Linked DNA regions of Mus musculus: regions 2 and 3 are each linked to region 1. Evidence: chromatin contacts called from public HiChIP or PLAC-seq data. All regions are on one chromosome and are shown on one strand. The core of a region is the stretch at or near the end of the contact, and the rest is flanking DNA. Distances in the headings are between cores, read along the strand shown.

Region 1 (4,015 bases), core at 522-3,021:
CTGTCTTCTAAGCAATTACATATATGCCTCTATGCTGGTTTTATGTGGGTGCTGGGGGGATCTAAACTCTGGCAAATGCTTTACTCACTGAACTATCTCCCCAGTTCCCTCCTTGCTTTTTGTCTGCCCACTGCCAAAGGACTGTTATATAGTCTCCTCGAGTTTCAAGGACAAGTAGCAGGTTTAGTTCTAGTGTTCTAGTCTTGAGATGAGAAATCTAAGACTGAAAAACTTGCTTGTACAGAAATCTGGTTTCTATATATACCCTTTTCTCTGTGTTTGGCAAGTCCTCAACACTCGCACACCACCTACAGAGTCTATTGCTAGTTGTGATTTACTATATTATTATAAGGCCCTGTCAGTGTGGATTTGTTTGAGATAGGGATCTCATCTGGCTCCTGCTGGCCTTGAGTTCCTTATGTAGTAAAGGCTGGCCTTTAACATCTGAGCTTCCTGCCCCCACCTCTTCAGTGCTGGGAGTACAGGCATGTTGCTGCCATGCCCAGCTGAAAATCTGCTCATTTTAAACTCTCAACAGCAAGTTTCGATTTGCAATAGAAGACCTCACTTAATCTCTCCTGAGAAAGGAAAAAAGGAGGAGCAGAAAGGAGCCCGGAGAACTTGTGGAGAGCTAGAAAGGCTTCTGGAGAAAGCTTCAGAAATAACCTCTCCCAGAACAGAACCACCAGGCACACTGTCTGCCTGGTGCTTCTTACAAGGAACAAAAATCAAATAATGGTAAAACCTTCAAATGGAGCTGCTTCAACTTTCCCTGTTTCCCATTTAGGATTCTAAACCTTTTCAGAATAACCACAGCCCAATGTACCATTTCTATAAGCACAATGGAAGTATGGTATGAACACAGCAAGGGAGGTTTGTCATGGCAGACACCAGGCTTTCATGGTTATTGTACAGCAGGTTCTTATGTCCAGGTATTCTTTCATGATCAACAGTAGGTTATTTGGAAGATTGCTTTTGAGAATTAAAAATGAGGGCTGGAGAGATGGCTCAGAGCACCTACGGCTCTTCCAGAGGTCCTGAGTTCAATTCTCAGCAACTACATGGTGGCTCACAACCATGGGATCTGATGCCTTCTTCTAGTGTGTCTCAAGAGAGCAATGGAATACTCATATACATAAAATGTATAGATACTACAACACAGACAGGTAAGGTCAGGGATCATAAAGTAAGGGAGAAACAGGACTGTGATGCTCAAGCAGGCACCCGAGCAGAATCTAAGGCTTCTGAGTTCTAGACATCAGCACTTCTCACTGGTTATATTCCTTGCCGTCATTAGACAGTTGGGAACTAAGAACTGTAGTACTCTTGGCAACCTTACGGTTCAGCCATGGCCTTAATGGCCAGCAGATCTGTATGAATGAGTTCGAGGCCAGCCTGGTCTACAGAGTGAGTTCCAGGATAGCCAGGGCCACGCAGAGACCCTGTCTCAAAACCCAAACTTTCTCACCCCCAAACCAACAATGACAACAACAACAAGAAAAACCAAAACAAACCAAAACCAAACAAACATAAGAACCCGAAGGAAGGGAAGAAGGGAGGGAGGAAGGCAGGAAGGACTAAATAGTAACAGTTCCATTTGTCTTGGTAACAACTGGAAAAGCCCCTGATCACTAGTGAAGATGGTATTAGTGTTTATAGGCAGAAATTTGCAAAACAAAGACAAAACCAGGTATGATAAGGGCAGGCCTGGATGTGTATACAGATCTGTGTATCAAGGCCAGGGTAGGCACCTCCTCCCTCTGACTGCCCTAGGGCTTCCGCCTGGCTTGGTTCTCCCCACAGTTGATAGCCCATTTGACTGCCCATCCACCTGGCCCCATTTAAACCTACCTGTTGTAGCTTTGCCTTTTCACCCTGCAGTGGACTCAACTCTGTGTTTCTGCCTTCAAGTCTCTAGACTGTGGAAGTGGGTTCTTCCCCATGGCTGCTTGGGTTCTTACTTTACTAGTACAGACTCTAACAGTCTACTTCTGAAATCTCTTCAACTCTGTTGTAACCTACTATAATCACTCTGTAAATCACACACACACAAACATACATTTACTGTGTGCTGAGTGATATGAGTGGAGATATTAATGATTAAAACTGGAATAAAAGAACATGTATTTACCTTATCAGTTACCAGTGTAGGTGAGGCCATTTGGTAAATTGCTGCCAATGAAGCTGCTGTATCTCGTGACACTATCGTTATTTGATAAATTCTGACACTGTCTTTAGTACAGTGTGTTAAGCCCAAGAGGGCTGAAGATCTAGTGGTAGAAAACTTTTGCATGCCTAGTGTCAAAATGAGCAAAGGAAAAAGGGGAGGGAAAGAAAAACAAGCAGCCTTAAAGCTCAGGACCAGCTCAGACCCTCTCAGGAGCAGGCCTAGAACCCTTAGCTAGCCCACAGTATTCTGTTAGACATACCTTCACAAGGTATCAACATCACAGCTACAATGCAAGAACAGGGTGGAAAATTCTACCTTGCAGACAGAACAAGATGACTAGAGTCACAAAGATATCCACAGCCTTCTCCTTTCTTAGCCAGTAAGTTATGGACATTGTAGACTCGTTTTAATCTGCACTTTTAGAAGATATTTATTGAGTTCCGTCATAAAATTATGCCTGTTTTCTGGTATCCATGGTACTAAGCAAACTCTGCTTCCTGGAACACTCCCTAAAATTACCTACCTCAGGCTTAAATCCTCTGCTAACTCCTAAAAGTATCATCTTACCAAAAACCAAAACTCTAAAAAGCACTGTGGTGTGATCTCCGTTGGTGCACAGGAGCAGTGAAGTGAACGGCTCACTCCAGCTGGTCTGTGTGACAGGACTCTGACAGATTCTCTAGTTGCCATGCACTGGATCTTTGAGATACTGAAGATTGCAGATCCCTTTTGGGATACAACCTGCCCTTGCCTGGAAGGTAAAAAAATGTGAGCCAAGCACTTCAATGACTGCCCTTTGCTGTTGGGTTTTGTTTCCTGTAAATAAGGTCTTTTAGGAGTATTTTGGCTATTTAATCAGATACAAATTGTTCTTTGGTAAAACTGTTCTGTAGTCTTTCCAAAGACTTTTATTAAAGTAAGATAGCCAGTTACAATTGGGGATTTAACTTAGAGTCTTATGAGCAGCTCTTACAAGCTGATATAAAGACCTGCACGCTGCCTAAACTCTGTCACAAACAGGGAAGGAGCTGCTTTCAATAAGAAAAAGCAGCTTTGGAAATATTTTACAAAGTAGTTTTTTTCAAAGTAGTTATTTTGTTCCTCTGAAAAAGATGACCGAGTAAATTTGCCCATGAACATTTATATGTTAATTTTGAGAAAGAGGGAGAAAAAGCCTGCAAGATTTGCCTCAAGATTTGTATAAGAAAAAGCCTTTTTTTAATCAGAGAGGTTCCAGGGCTCAAACTTAGGTTCTCAGATGTTAGCAAATGACCTTACTCACTTAAAAAAGAACAAAACAACAAGTGGATCCCCCACCCCACACACAGGGTCTAACGTAGCTCAGACCTTGACTATGTAGCTGAGAATGGTAGTGTGTGTTACTATTCTCCTGGCTAGTGCTAGGATTACAGACTACACCATTAGTTTAAAAAGTGCCTAGCTTCTTTAAGTAGATTTTCAAAGTCTGACTTGTTATCCCAGCACCACCCAGGTGTCTGAGGTAAGAGGATCACCAGTTCAAGGCCAACCTGGATTACAATGCAAGACCTTTTCTATCTCTTTCTTTCTGTCTTTCTCCTTTTCTTTCTCTCTCTCTTTCTTTCTTCCCTCTCTTCCCCTCTTTCTTTCTCTCTCTTTTTTAAATGATTTATTTTTTATTATATATAAGTACACTGTAGCTGTCTTCAGACACACCAGAAGAGGGCAACAGATCTCATTACAGAAGGTTGTGAGTCACCATGTGGTGGCTGGGATTTGAACTCAGGACCTCTGGAACAGCAGTCAGTGCTCTTTACCACTGAGCCATCTCTCCAGCCCAAGACTCTGTTTCTTTAAACAAACAAA
Region 2 (3,965 bases), core at 439-2,938, 81 kb after region 1:
TTGAACTCATGACCTCTGGAAGAGCAGTCAGTGCTCTTAACCGCTGAGCCATATCTCTAGCCACCAAGATGGCTGTCTTAATGAGGGTTTTACTGCTGGGAACAGACACTATGACCAAGGCAAGTCTTATTAAATAACAACATTTAGTTGGGGCTGGCTTACAGGTTCAGAGGTTCAGTCCCTTATCATCAAGGTGGGAGCATGGCAGCATCGAGGCAGGTATGGAGCAGGAGGAGTTGAGAGTTCTACATCTTGTTCTAAAGTAATAAAGAAGACTGGCTTCCAGATAGCTAGGAGAAGGGTCTTAAAGTCCATACTCACAGTGACACACTCAATCCAACAAAGCTACACCTACTCCATGGCCACAACTCCTAATAGTGCCACTCCCTGGGTCAAGCATATTCAAACCACCACAATAACTATTAGTTCAATTAAAAAAAAAAATCAAAGTACTTTTATAGAGAACCCATCCAGAAAACAGAGCACTTCAGCAAGAAGATATTTGTCAGCGTTTACATTAAATGACTCTGTTTAAATTCCTGGATCAAGGTCAGCACAATGTTTATGCTCAGTGTAACACACAGCCAAGTTTTCCTTCAAAGAAACCAAGAAGCAGGGCAAGGCCTTGACCAACCGTTTAAATGTTTCTGGATGGGCCATTTGGCAGCTCCTAATTATCAAATCTCAGAGCCATCAGTCACTGCCCTGGGTCTGGACCAGAGCTCTGTGGATGCCACAACTGTCACTGGCATTTGCTCATGACACCCAGCTGACTGTAGAGCTCCTGGAGGATAAGGCTCCTGTCGGTGGTTCTAATGCCCATTCTCTTCTGGGTACAGAAGGCCAACTGCCCTGAGAATGAAAACAGAGAGCCTATGTAGTAAAAATATAGGCAGGGAGAAGAAATTGGATACAGATGAAACAATATTTCTCTGAAGGTAGAGTCTCTTGGGGGAGATTCTGAATTTCCTCTCTGAAGTCCATACCAATCCAACATCCAATCTGGCTCTAAGTCCTTGGAATTTGCTAGACTGTAGGTGTCCAAATTTTCCTATCTAATTCTCCTCTACCCCATCTCTCTCCATCAACTGGAGGCTCATAATCAGTGTCCTTTGCTATGACATTATCTGTTTGCCATCAGGTATGCTTCTATGAGAAAATAGTGAGAAAAGTGTCCCAAGTTTTATGACCACGTTGAAGAGGGATCTTGGTCTTTCATTGTGGGCAGTGAGGACATGTCTGGTTAGAAGTCTCTTGACCTTTTCAAATTCTAGGGGAAAGAAGGGACCACATTATGACCAAATGCTTACTTCCATCAAACAGTATTAAACACAGCAATAAGGCCCAATAGCAGTGGGAAGACTGGCACAGGCATGTGGGAGGAAGTGGAGGGAAAGCAGGGTTTGTGAGCTCAGGGCTCATCACCATGATCTGGACAGGCTTCCAGCAAGGAACCTGTCTTCCTCGGGGTGGAAAGGTCGATGCATAGAAGCAGAAACCGGGGAAGCCAGAGCGGCCCCCAGGGCGGTGGGAAACTCCACGATTCCTGTTTGTCCTGGCTGCTTTCGTTCAGATGGTTTTCATCAAGCACGTTCAGACTGATTCCATTTGCAAAGCTCTCCTGGCAGCCTCCGTGGATGAGGCTTGGTGGCAACATTTCTGGCACTTTCTGATCCTGTCCAGGCCTTGTCTTCTTGTGTAGTTTCTTGGCACTTGGGCTGTGCAGCATAAATTGGCTAAGTGGAGGCTGCTGCTGAACAAAGCCAGATGTAAACCAGAGCCCTGGCCAGCCAAAGCAAGGGAGTTTTCTCAGTGTGGGGGAGGGAGTGCCGTGGACAGGAAAGCAAGGGCTTTCCACAGAACCCCATGGAATCAGGCTCTGGGGAAGGGTTGTCATTGTAGTACCTTATCCACATCCTTGCGAGTTATGGAAGGCCAAAGGTTCTATCGCCTGTGTGATCTGGACCACTAGTGGGCGCTGTATAAAATGTCTGGGTCCTGCTCAGTGCTACCTTCTTGTTTTCTGGCCCTCATGAAGCTCTGACCACTCTTACCCTCTTTGTGAGTCTTCAGCTCTATCCTGCTGCTTCTCCTGGCTGCTTCCCCCGCCCCCCTCCGCCACCGCCACCTTCCAGTCCACCATTTCCCATGTGTGCTCCAGGTCTATTCTTCCCCTGGAGTCTGTCTCCTGGTTCTTCACCTTGCTACTGGCAGGGAGAAATGGCAGTTCCTTCTCTTCCTGACAGACTGGGAAGGGGCCGCTGCTGCCAGGCACCGTCACCATTCTCCTGTTTCTGCAAGACAGTCAGCATGTGTTTTGTTGCTCAGATCCTGTACCTTGCTGTCTGGCGCTTATTTTATTGCCTCACATTATAGTCCCATAAACTAACTAACTAACTAACTAACTAACTCTCTCTCTCTCTCTCACTCACTCAGTTGCAAGCACACATAATTACATGCATTCAATGCAGGTTTACAGTAACATAGTTTATTATCCAAAAGGTGCAAAATGACAGGTGTGAGACATTTTCCCTGCTTTTATCTTCTGTCTTAGTTAGGGTTTCATTGATGTGAAGAGACACCGTGACTACAGCAACTCTTATAAAGGAAAGCATTTCACTGGAGTTGGCTTACAGTTCAGAGGTTTAGTCCATTGCTGTCATGGTGGGAAGCATGGCCACACACAGGCAGACACAGTTCTGGAGAAGGAGTTGGGCGTTCTATATCTGCATTGGCAGGAAGTGAACATAACACTGGCCAGGCTTGAGTTCTGAGACATCAAAGCCCACCTCCTCCAACAAAGCCATACCTAGTCCAACAAGGCTACACCTTCTAAGAGTGCCACTCCCTATGGGCCTATGGGGGCCATTTTTATTCAAACCACATCTCCCATCTTTCTAGTTTTTCTCTTCAGAGGCTGCCCATATTTAAATAAGTCTGTTTTCCTTCCCAACATACATGTACAAAGGATATATGTATATATATATATATGTATATATATATATATATATATATGTATATATATATATACACATATATACATACACACATATATATTTATTTACTACTACTAGCACACTGCTTTATTGTATTTTTAAAAACTCTCTTACTTTTGAAATTAAAATATAATAAAAAATTTCCCCCTTCATTTCCACTCCTGACCCTTCCCATGTACCCACTTGTTCTTTCTCGAATTCATAGACTCTATTTCTTTTATTGTTGTTACATATACATATGTGTATTTGTTCTTAAATGCATGAATACAATGTTCTCAGTCTATATAATTATTTGAATGTGTATGATTTCGAGGCTGACCACTTGGAATTTACCACTTGGTATTAGATAACTGTGCTGGCTAGCTAGTTTTATGTCACCTTGACATTTATCTGAGAGGAGGGTTGAAAATGCCTCTGTAAGATCAGGATAGGCAAGTCTGTAGAGCATTTTATCAATAAGTGACTGAGGAGGGAAAGTGCAGACCATTGTGGGTGGTCCTGGGTTCGATAAAAAAGCAGGCTGAGGGTTGGAGAGGTGATTCCATGGTTAAGGAGAAAGATCTTTTAAAAAAGATTTATTTTATTTATATGAGTACACTTTAGCTATCTTCAGACACACCAGAAGAGGGCATCAGAACCTATTACAGATGCCACCATGTGGTTGCTGGGAATTGAACTTAGGACCTCTGGAAGAGCAGTCAGTGCTCTTAACCACTGAGCTATCTCTCCAGCCCTCGTGTATTCTTTTTAAAGCTCACTGAGTCTACTCAGCACAGCCAGTGGATGTGTGAGCCATCTACTAGAAGTGTGGGTATCCTCTAGGGGTCAAAACCTCAAAGGCAATAGAAACCCTGTTCCACAATAGCTGTCTTAGTTACTATTCTATTGCTGTGAAGAGACACCATGATCAAGGCAGCTTATAGAGAAAAACATTTAACTGGGGGCTTGCTTATAGTTTCAGAGGTTAAT
Region 3 (4,000 bases), core at 722-3,221, 91 kb before region 1:
CGTGTGTCCAGTGCTGGGTGTTTGGGTGCTTCTGTACCAGCCGTCCCCAAGCAGGGCTAAGGCACCTTGAACTAGCCAGATGCAAACATAGATTCACTGTGCTTTCCTTTCAAATCCAGTTCTTCCACAGCAACTAGCCCATAGTCAGTCTGTGTTCTTCCACAGTTGTTTACGGTAGCCTTTTCCTATCCACTTCCCTTACCAAGTGTATCCAAGCGTGCACCCACCTCCTCATTGGATGGCTCCCTCCATGCACTGACCCTCTGCCTGCCTTTGTACCTCACTCACCTCCACCGCTCTCCAGCCCCTCTGATGGCCACTCAGAGAATACCATAATAAACATGGCTGAGGACCCAGGAGAGTTCACGGGAGGCTTCATCATATGAAAGGACAATGTTCTGGGTTGTGCATGAAATTGGATCTGTAGACACTGTGGAAACGTTTGAAAGTGTTTGTTTCCTTCATATGAACCTGTAAAATGCTGTGTAGCTGGAGTTCACGCTCACAGCCTTTAGCGCTTTGTTGCTTGTTTTGTTTTAATCTGAAGGTTCTGGTAACCTGTTTTTGTTTGTTTGTTTATTTGTTTTGGTTTGGTTTTTGTACTTTTCTGTGACTCACCTGCCCTTCCTTCCCCCCTTGGCCCTAGCCGTGCCTCGTCCCACTATGCACAGATTGAAACTTCACCTACAAACCTGTTAGTGTGATCTGTGGAGAATGTACAGAACTTAACTACATCAATAAACACTTTAACGTCCCCTGAGCACCTTGTGTTCCTGACCATGGCTTCGATCTATGCTGATGGAGCGTTCTAGGCCTGCTTTTGGGGATGAAGGGTGTCTATCTTCCTTCAGTGAAGAGTTACTAGCCTGTATTACAGTGGCCATAGTAAGTTGAATCAAGAGCTCCGTTTTCATTCCAAAAAGAAGGAGAAAGTGACTGGCTTGCTGGCTGTTGTGGGATAATCTCAGCACTGTGGGGGAGGGGTTGCTCACACGGAGGACTGATGAGGTGACGGCCACTATTGAGCGGGTAGCAAGACCCTATTTTACGCGCAAAGAAAGATGAAGGAAAGCCTGCCTGTGGCATTTTGCAAAATTTAAGTCAAGACTTCTTCCCACTGTTAAGAATAATGTCAATAGAGCTTATGGCTGAATTTTCAGGAAGCTGTCCATAGCCGCTGCGGCGTCTGAGCTTAAGTGACTTGCCACTAGAAGTCCCTGTGCTCAGCGACTTGGGCTTTTAGCTGCTTCCAGGGCTTTGGGCCTGAGCACTGTTATCACTCAGTCTTAAATACTATGCTACAAGAGTTGATACATGTTATGAAACATGCAGTTACTGGGGTCATACCGTATGAGTTTCTAAGCCAGTAAGCATAGGGTGGGGACATGCTGCCAGCAGTCTGATTCTCTGTTAACATTCAACACTGCCCAGCTGCTTCTATGATGTCCCCTCAGGTTACTGCCCAAGAGAGTCACAAAGAGAGAGAGACCTTTATATTTGAAGTGGCTTTAAAGAGGTACCACTGGACCCTCTATTGCGGCCTGGGAAATGACTTTGCCATTCATTATCTAATTCAAAATACAGCTTTGTTTATTTGTCTATTGTCTGTTCACGGATTCTCAAGTATTGTGTGGCTTGGCTATCTTTGCAAGCCAACCCCAGTCCAAGTCTATCCAACTGGTCAGCTCTCAGAACTTGTCACCAGCACTCTGTTGACAGTGGTGTTCTGGGTGTTGAGAGCTTGTGAGAGGACCGTGCATGACCCACAGTGGATTAGCTACAGTAGAGGTTGGGTCAGAACACAAGAATTCCTGCAGCCAGGCCTGTGTGTGTCTCTCCCTGTACGGGTTTGCTTTGCACTCAGCAAGGCGTTGACTCATTTAATTGACTTCGCCTTAAACTGTAGAGGTAGTTGTGTTTATGGTAGCCATATAGTGATTACATTTTGTAAGGAAACACCCACAGAAATGTAAAGCGGGAACTGCCCTTTGACCTCACCCAAGCAGGACGGCTCCCTCATGGGCACAGAAAGAAACTTACTCATCTCCTGGTTTCTGCTTGGATGACTAAGCTGTGACCTCTGGGGAATGTGGCCCTGCCCACCTTGCAGTAAACCTCAGGTGCTGGCTGCTATTGAGAGTGAAGGGCCTATCTGCCTGTTCGCTCTCAGTTGCAAATCCGAGCCCAGTGGCTGAGATCTGTGCCTGACCCAGCTATGTAGATGACCTGCTGTGGTTTCCGTTGCTTTGACAATCGATACTCTTATTTTTGAAGACATGGGTTAGAGTGCAGTAAGTCTCTGAGATTCCAGAGGATCCAGGGGGCATATCCATAGAAACATACTGTCAGATTCTTAGGAGAGGACAAGGACAAGGGCAGAGCAAAATGAAGTAAAGGGGCATCTTGATTGTAGCTGAAACATGACCCCCGCATCACCTGCACCACCTCATGACACAGCCGGAGTCTGGTTCTGACAAAAAGGAATATTTCCCTTTATTTATAAAATGAAGAGGCCGATGTCTCTTGCCACTTTGCCTATGAAATAGGCATGTCTTTCTGTCCTTTGTGGTCTTGGTCACAGACGTCATTAGTCAGTTCTTCTGTCGAGCAGCCCAGAGATTAGGCGTAAATTACATTTCCCCAAAATCTTTGAAATAGATTAGAGAGGACTTGGGAAGTCTCTAGATTTCTGGCCAAGAATATCCAGATCTGGGTAACAATTTGAAAGTCAAATATTGGGTGACAGCGGTGCACTCCTACAGGAGTGCCAGTCCTGGGGAGGCTGGGGCACGACAACTACTGAAGGCCAGCCTGGTTTTTATAGTTCAGAACCAACTTGGACTACGTAGGAGACCCTGTATCAGGATGTGTGTGTATTTGTGTGTATGTTTATGGATGTGGATGGATGGGTGTGTGCACATACACATGGAAACTCGTAATTGATGTTAAATGTCTTCCTCAGTTTTTTCTCCACCTTAAAAACAATTTGTGTGTGTGTGTGTATGCTGTATTTGTATATGTCTGCAGAGGACATCAGACACCCAGGGGCTGGAGTTACAGAGTTTGTGTGCTGTCCATCATTCAGTTAGGAACTGAATCCCAATCTCTTGGAAGCAAGTACTCTAAATAACTGCTCCAGCCCAGTCCACTTAGTCCCTCACTAAACCTGGCTCCCCCCTTTGGCTAGGCAGATCAGCTCAGGAACCCTTTACCTCCCAGGGCTGGAATTACAAGGGGATGCGCTTTGCCCAGCCTTCGGCCCTTGTGTGAGTCCTGGGAACTGACGTCAGATGCCCGTGCTCATACAACAAGCACGCTGACAACCATTTTCCCAGCCTCCAACTGAGCAGAGCTGTGCCTAACCTCAATGGCATTTTTTAGGAGGCAGCACCACGTGCGTATTTACAGTTATGTTTAAATTATGTATGTACCAAGTCCAAGATGGAAACCTGGGAGACAAGAAAAAGATGGAAAAAAATTTCCCAAATAATTTATTATATAAGGGGGAGATAAAGCCTTTAGGATCCAGATGTTGCTACTGTGTGTGTGTGTGTGTGTGTGTGTGTGTAGAACTACATAGATGAGGCTAGCCTCAAGCCCACAGCCATCCGCCTCCCCAGTGCTGAGATTACAGGCATAGTCCTGGCACCACAGATTGCTTATGCTCCTCCTCCTTGTGTGACGTAGTGCGTTCCTGAAGCGCATGCTCTCCCTGTCTCTCTGCGCATTCTTGATTCGGGTCTCCTTGCTTTATATCTACAGCCTACTTTTTCTCCTAGGATGTGACCTTGTTTCGGTGGTCCTGACAGGTGAGTACTGGTTAGCTGTCTTGTAAGATATTCCACTGTTAAAACATCACAGTGTGTGTGTGTTGTTTGTCTTATAAAAGCCTCCCTGGGGATTATATAATTTTTTTTTACTTTAATTTCTTTATTTGGGATCAAACCCCAGACACACTGTCTTAGTTAGGATTTTACTGCTGTGAACAGACACCATGACC

The links. HiChIP or PLAC-seq counts read pairs in DNA pulled down with a chosen protein or histone mark.
Region 2: a contact with region 1 is called in an H3K27ac HiChIP or PLAC-seq map of embryonic stem cells, with 14 read pairs. The contact joins two enhancer-like sites. A contact is called at or near these places in 2 of 484 Hi-C or Micro-C datasets (both in embryonic stem cells), 4 of 115 datasets of contacts at active chromatin or transcription factors (all in embryonic stem cells) and 3 of 9 other capture datasets (adipose tissue, liver and pancreatic islet).
Region 3: a contact with region 1 is called in an H3K27ac HiChIP or PLAC-seq map of embryonic stem cells, with 5 read pairs. The contact joins two enhancer-like sites. A contact is called at or near these places in 1 of 115 datasets of contacts at active chromatin or transcription factors (embryonic stem cells) and 3 of 9 other capture datasets (adipose tissue, liver and pancreatic islet).

The regions. Positions count from the first base shown.
Region 1 is chr9:31,055,322-31,059,336 of GRCm38.p6, reverse strand. The region is part of intron 2 of Zbtb44 (zinc finger and BTB domain containing 44); the gene reads right to left. Among named protein-coding and RNA genes, the nearest start is that of Gm17508, 25 kb to the left of the region's middle. Within about 2 kb of position 1,771, at least 12 of the 459 cell types and tissues checked have an H3K27ac peak or open chromatin away from gene starts, as enhancers often do. A contact at or near this core is called in embryonic stem cells, where this site is marked.
Region 2 is chr9:30,974,589-30,978,553 of GRCm38.p6, reverse strand. No RefSeq gene overlaps it. Among named protein-coding and RNA genes, the nearest start is that of Gm29724, 27 kb to the left of the region's middle. Within about 2 kb of position 1,688, at least 34 of the 459 cell types and tissues checked have an H3K27ac peak or open chromatin away from gene starts, as enhancers often do. A contact at or near this core is called in embryonic stem cells, where this site is marked.
Region 3 is chr9:31,146,317-31,150,316 of GRCm38.p6, reverse strand. It overlaps Aplp2 (amyloid beta (A4) precursor-like protein 2), which reads left to right. Exons shown (of 18, transcript NM_001357698.1): 18 at 1-760. Among named protein-coding and RNA genes, the nearest start is that of St14, 17 kb to the right of the region's middle. Within about 2 kb of position 1,971, at least 40 of the 459 cell types and tissues checked have an H3K27ac peak or open chromatin away from gene starts, as enhancers often do. A contact at or near this core is called in embryonic stem cells, where this site is marked.